Linked DNA regions of Mus musculus: region 1 is linked to region 2. The links are chromatin contacts, called in public Hi-C maps. All regions are on one chromosome and are shown on one strand. Each heading gives the region's core, a stretch centred on a gene start, on an enhancer-like site or on the middle of the called end of the contact. The rest is flanking DNA. Distances are from core to core; before and after follow the strand shown.

Region 1 (3,135 bases), core at 198-2,697, 110 kb after region 2:
CATAATAAAATAAGTCTTTGTGGTTGGTTTTTGGGGTTTTTGTTTTGTTTAAGTAACAAGGCTAGAGAGATGGCACAGCACTTAATAGCACTTGTTGCTCTTGCAGGGGGATCTAAGTTTGGTTCCCAGCACCCGTATAATAACTCACAACCATCTGTGACTCCAGTTCCAGGGGATCAAATGCCTCTCTGACCTCTGTGGGCATCAGGCATACATGTGGCACACATACATGCAGGCAAAACATTTATACACATAAAATAATAAATCTAAAAAAGTTTTTAAACATAAAATAACATAAATATAATCTATAGCTCTGTTTTCCCCCTTGAGCCATATAGACATCATTGGAATTACCTTTATTTGGTGTTTTAACAGTATCTCTATTTCCGTTTTTATATGTGAAGCTAGATTACCTTCGTTTGCTGGTATTATTAACATGGTCCATGTATTAATACATAGTATATGCTTAGTAGAAGTATGTGATTTTAATTTGATTTGATGTGAAAATACAGAATTGAATTTTAAAAAATGACCAGGGTTTCAATCTAGTGTCATTATAGACACAGATTACTTCTTTATTATGTGTGTGCTAACACAGTACATTAAAAGAAAAAAACAAGAGAAGCCTTTAACAAAGTCGGGGGTAATGTGTAAGGAGCTACAGATACTTTGGTTCACTACAAACTGCATGCATGTTAAGAGACAGTAACTGAAAGTCAGGGTTTTGGGTTTTGACTTGGTAGTTAAGTGCTTGACTAGTGTACTCAAAGCTCACCCGACTCCCAGCAGCATGCATACACACCCATGCATTTGAAGCTCACATTTAATACTGAGTTTCAGACACAGTCCATCTTTGTTAACTTTATATATTTACTTGGTCTTCATAATATCCTATGAGGTGAGATGATAGAATGAGACAGCCTCATTCTACATGGATTCTTAGTAATGTGCACAGTGCCAGGACATAACCAGTCTGGCAGGTGATCCTAAGCTGGTTGGCTCTAAAGTACTGCTTTTTAACTACCAGACTAAACAGCCTCCCAAGGATATGAGAAGTATAGTCATAAATATGTCCAGATTATAAAGGTGACAACCAAAATTTGTCACTGGGAAACCACTAAAAAGATTTGAAATCTTACATGCTGTACACCCCTCTAATTCTAGCACTTGGGAGACTGAAACAGGGGGATTGCACGTTCAGTGTTAATCCAGGCTACAAGTTTGAGACCAGCTTGAATTACATATCTGTTAAGAGAGTGACAGAAGGAGACAAGGAAAGAGAGATGGAAGGAGAAAGAGGAGGGGGAGAAGGTGGGCGGTGGAGCCATACTTGAACATGAGGTGGTTGTGGGAACGAGTCGAGCAAATCCAGATGCAGGAGAGCCCAGCTGGTGTGAGTCTTTTCAGAAGACTGCTGTGAGTGTACCAGCTCGTCACCACGGTTGTCCTTGCTCCGGGTAGAGAGTAATCTGGAGCTCAGTGACTTCCTAGAAGCTATGTAGTGAGTGAGTGACTTCCTAGAAGCTATGTAGTGAGTGAGTGACTTCCTAGAAGCTATGTAGTGAGTGAGTGACTTCCTAGAAGCTATGTAGTGAGTGAGTGACTTCCTAGAAGCTATGTAGTGAGTGAGTGACTTCCTAGAAGCTATGTAGTGAGTGAGTGACTTCCTAGAAGCTATGTAGTGAGTGAGTGACTTCCTAGAAGCTATGTAGTGAGTGAGTGACTTCCTAGAAGCTATGTAGTGAGTGAGTGACTTCCTAGAAGCTATGTAGTGAGTGAGTGACTTCCTAGAAGCTATGTAGTGAGTGAGTGACTTCCTAGGAGCTATGTAGTGAGTGAGTGACTTCCTAGAAGCTATGTAGTGAGTGAGTGACTTCCTAGAAGCTATGTAGTGAGTGAGTGACTTCCTAGAAGCTATGTAGTGAGTGAGTGACTTCCTAGAAGCTATGTAGTGAGTGAGTGACTTCCTAGAAGCTATGTAGTGAGTGAGTGACTTCCTAGAAGCTATGTAGTGAGTGAGTGACTTCCTAGAAGCTATGTAGTGAGTGAGTGACTTCCTAGAAGCTATGTAGTGAGTGAGTGGCTTCCTAGAAGCTATGTAGTGAGTGAGTGACTTCCTAGAAGCTATGTAGTGAGTGAGTGACTTCCTAGAAGCTATGTAGTGAGTGAGTGGCTTCCTAGGAGCTATGTAGTGAGTGAGTGACTTCCTAGAAGCTATGTAGTGAGTGAGTGGCTTCCTAGAAGCTATGTAGTGAGTGAGTGACTTCCTAGAAGCTATGTAGTGAGTGAGTGACTTCCTAGGAGCTATGTAGTGAGTGAGTGGGCTGGGACTGTTTCTGAATCTCACCTATGCTCAGAGCTAGTTAGTGAAGGATAGAACTTCCCAAGAATGGTTTTAGGAGTGCCATATAATTTTCCTGTCTGTTGCTTACTTTTGTTCTGTAATAGGAACTTAGTGCTCTTGAAAAGGGCTGGCCTGGCAGCCTCATGTGCACCCACAGCAGAGATGCAACTCAGGTGGTGACAGTACCTGCACCCCACATAATTGTGAGGGTTAAGATACCATACCACAAAGCAAATTGCCTTATTAATCTGGGCTGTGCTGGCCATCTGTGAGGTTGAACAAGTTACATAGAGATGAGGCCTGTATGATATTTCCCAGACACTTAAGTCCCAAACTGCACTTAAATGTCTTGATTGACTATACCAGCCACTGTCTTTACTTAATGATTTAGACAACTACGTCTGTTTTCATTGTAAAATGTTTCTGATTTGCTTATTTGTTTGTTTATTCATTTTTTAGGTACAAGTTTACCTCAGAAAGGTTTAGGACCAACTGAGGAAGTGAGTGTTAAGAAACACACAGAAGACACTATTTCTGTAGCGTCCTCTCTGCACTCTAGCCCTCCTGCATCTCCTCAGAACTCCCCACGCAAAGGTAAGAAGGAATGTTTCCCATTAACTCTTCTCAGACCTGATAACACTTCAGCACAGCTTGCTTTCAGTCTGTAAGCCTGAAAGATGAAAATGCTAAGGCCTAGTTTTTCAGGTGTTACTAAGTAACTAGGACTCCAGTACTCAAGTCATGATCCTTGGCTGTTTGAAAGAGGGCAAGCATGGGTAGAAATGAGAGCG
Region 2 (3,451 bases), core at 286-2,785:
AGTATGTGATTGGAGAACATGTCTAAAGCAACAGGATCACTGTTGATGTATTATAAGACTGAAGTGATTAAAACTCAGGTAAGGGATGGTGATGATACTGTTAAAAGAAAAGGTGGCTGGGCGGTAGTGGTGCACACCTTTAATCCCAGCACTTGGGAGGCAGAGGCAGGTGGATTTCTGAGTTTGAGGCCAGCCTGGTCTACAAAGTGAGTTTCAGGACAGCCAAGGCTACACAGAGAAACCCTGTCTCAGGGAAGAAAAAAAAAAAGAAAAGGTGTTAGGAAAGGGACATGTACAAACAATATTGACCTCCTGAGAAATGGATCTGGTCTTTGGAAGATGAGCATGGAGCTGGAAATTGATTGTTGACTGAATTGCTTAATTCATTGCCTAAAGCATATTTTGTGATAGCAGAGAGATGTGATATTAGTAGGAAAAGTAGTTGTAGAGGAAAAAAAATAATTTCTATGTTAGGTTAGTTATAAAGTATAATTTAGAACTTAACAATATACGTTTGAACAAAGATTTAAGTTTAGAGAGCTGAAGAGAATGTTCTTAGAGAGGACTCAGGTTTGGTTCCCAGCACCCACATAGAGCTTCTCACAGCTCCAGGGAATCCCATGTCCTCTTCTGGTCTCCCTAGGTACCAGCACATGTGTAGTATTGACTCACTCAGACATATACACATATGGGCATATAAGTGAAAAATAAATCTTTTTTAAAATATTGTTTTTTAAAATAACTTTTTTTTATTTGTTTGTGGGGGTTGGTTTTTTTGTTTTGTTTTTTCGAGACAGGGTTTCTCTGTATAGCCCTGGCTGTCCTGGAACTCACTTTGTAGACCAGGCTGGCCTCGAACTCAGAAATCTGCCTGCTTCTGCCTCCCAAGTGCTGGGATTAAAGGCGTGCCACCACTGCCCGGCGATATTGTTAGTTTTTATAGTAGTGATATATACTCTGTAATTGGATAGCAGTCTTACGTCAAGATTACAGGTTTTGCAATTAGATAGTCCTGCCAGCTCACCTTTAGTAAGGGTCACTCTTGTGACCTGGAAAGATACTAGTCCTTGGGGGTTTCATTTTGTTTTTTTACCTAGAGATAATGTTGTAGATTTTTTAAAAATATATATATATATACATACACACACACACACACACACACACACACACACATATATATAATATGTCTATTTTAAGTGGGCTGTATAACAGCTTCTCTGTTGTTTTTAAAGTTGCCATCCTTACTGATGTTGTTATGCATTAAGGTGGACAAAAAAAGTTTCTATCAAATAATAGAGTAATTTTGTTTTGCTTTTCAGTAGTTCACTAAAATGATAGCCATGATTGTTTGGTAAGTAAAGTAAATGCATAATAAGGCAGTTTGTAATTAGACTAACATCCAAGTCATAATTATTGAATGTGTAGGTGTAGCTAACAGCCTTCATTTCTGGTAAGAGACTTTACTTAGACGGATATGTTTATGTGCTCAAGACAGACAGTTTCCTGGAAGGAAACTGTGGTCTCTAGTTCTTTATAAAAACATTGTCTTTAATCTCTTTCAACTCAGAACATTGCCTTGTACAGACTGTTTCTTCAGGCACATTCTTGGCAGGAATAAATGAAGCTTCCTTATGAGCCTTTTAAGACTTCATAGACTGTCTGAAAGATGGAAAAACTGGATATTTAATCAGGAATCTGAACATGTATTTCAGGTAGAGAATTCCAAAGATAATGAAGACAGTATTTTACAAAGAGAAATTCCTGCCAGACAGTCTCGACGAAGGTTTCGGAAAATTAACTATAAAGGAGAACGCCAAACCATAATAGATGGAGTGGATATTAATAACTACCTTTCGGTGAGTATATGTCAGACTTTTTTATGGATCCTTGATTTTCACATAAAATGTCTTTAATTTAAGTGGTTTTTGGTCTCTACATGTAAAAGTTATGGTAAAATAAACAGTTTTTAAAAACATTACTACTTGACTGTTGGATTAACTAGAAATTTTCTTATCTGTGGGAATTTTGCTTTAGCTTTAGTTTTACTTAGAGTAATTAACCAAAATAAGTATTTGTGGTAGCTTAGTACATAAATTTGTGAATTTTCTTGCCTTTGTAGTGACTGAATTAGGATGTAAATTAAATCTGAGAACTCAGGCAGTCGACTAATGGGAAAACTTAATATGATGGAAAAAATAACAAAAGAAAGAAAACCATGGCAGTTCTCCTTGGCCTGCAGGACTGTTAGTCACTCATAAAAACAGGCACTAGTGTAGAAATGTGTATTAAAGTAAAGAAGCAAATGAAACATTGAACTTTGTTAAAGCTAGAGAAAGGAAGCTGTTGCTTTAGAAGTCTTTTTTTTTTTTTTTTTAACTCTGTTGTTGCAGATAACATCTTTTTAGACTGAGAAATGAAATAATTTGAAGAATAGGCCCATGGGCATCCCTACAGCTGTCCTCCTTTGGTCTGAGTTTTAAGTGACAGTATTAGAGAGATGGGAGAGTTGGTTGCAGAAACTGACAAGAGTCTGTTGCTTTCGTTTTCAGGAAAGAAATGCTCTCATTATATGGCAGGGTAGAAGAGGATAGTCAGGAAATTGGCTTACTAAAATAAGAATAGGATTCAAGGCAGCTTTAAAGAGTCTGTCACATTTGCCTAATTTCATTAATAGAATGTGTTCTGTTTCTGAAAATAAACATACTGGTTCCAAAATTTGCAACTAATACTGGAGCCACACAGAGAAACAGTTTCTTTTTAAATACACAGTTTATTACTGGGCAGTAGTGGCCCACACCTTTAATTCCAGCACTCCGGAGACAAAGGCAGATGGATCTCTGTGAGTTTGAGGACAGCCAGGTATACACAGAGGAAACCCTGTCTTGAGAGCCCTTTACCTGGTATATCATCTCTGTGTGTGTGTGTGTGTGTGTGTGTGTGTGTGTGTGTGTGTGTGTGTACACGTACATACATATACATTATATGTATATGAATTTCCTGTTACTAATTAAACTGTCTTTTACCTTATTATATACAATGACTATTTTAAATTTTTTAAACGTGTTGTGATTTTTAAAAGCTTATATATAGTTTAAAATCTTTGCTGCTAGATTTTCTTTTACATTTTGAATGAGTGCATAGTGCTCTATTATAACAATATGCCACAATTAACTAATTTGGAACTCAGTATTTGTTCATGTGTACTTTTTATAGACTATATCAGTGTCCTGTCATCACTTGCATACAGTATACACTGATCAATCCAACCTTTTATATATCTCCGTCAATACTCTCCCTAATCTCTTGTTAATCACATTTTGCTTAGATTGACTGTCTGTCCATGTTTCTGCGTGGGTATGTGAAGGTACATTCACCTGTAGTGTGTGTGCCCTATAGAAGCTAGAATCCAAATTTAAGTATATCCCTCTGATGAGCTATACCTTAACTTTTG

The links. Hi-C and Micro-C count contacts between places; a contact is called where the count stands out from the background.
Region 1: a Hi-C map of the 63-12 cell line shows a contact between it and region 2, with 3 times the contacts expected there. The contact joins two enhancer-like sites. A contact is called at or near these places in 1 of 15 datasets of contacts at CTCF or cohesin (pro-B cells), 17 of 484 Hi-C or Micro-C datasets (the 63-12 cell line, the Ba/F3 cell line, the C10 cell line and 11 more) and 1 of 115 datasets of contacts at active chromatin or transcription factors (the 230-238 cell line).

What each region holds. Positions count from the first base shown.
Region 1 is chr11:54,681,089-54,684,223 of GRCm38.p6, forward strand. Rapgef6 (Rap guanine nucleotide exchange factor (GEF) 6) reads left to right here. Exons shown (of 29, transcript NM_001252494.1): 25 at 2,804-2,938. Among named protein-coding and RNA genes, the nearest start is that of Cdc42se2, 110 kb to the right of the region's middle. Within about 2 kb of position 1,448, at least 3 of the 459 cell types and tissues checked have an H3K27ac peak or open chromatin away from gene starts, as enhancers often do. A contact at or near this core is called in the 63-12 cell line, where this site is marked.
Region 2 is chr11:54,566,641-54,570,091 of GRCm38.p6, forward strand. Rapgef6 (Rap guanine nucleotide exchange factor (GEF) 6) reads left to right here. Exons shown (of 29, transcript NM_001252494.1): 6 at 1,713-1,856. Among named protein-coding and RNA genes, the nearest start is that of Rapgef6, 46 kb to the left of the region's middle. Within about 2 kb of position 1,536, at least 26 of the 459 cell types and tissues checked have an H3K27ac peak or open chromatin away from gene starts, as enhancers often do. A contact at or near this core is called in the 63-12 cell line, where this site is marked.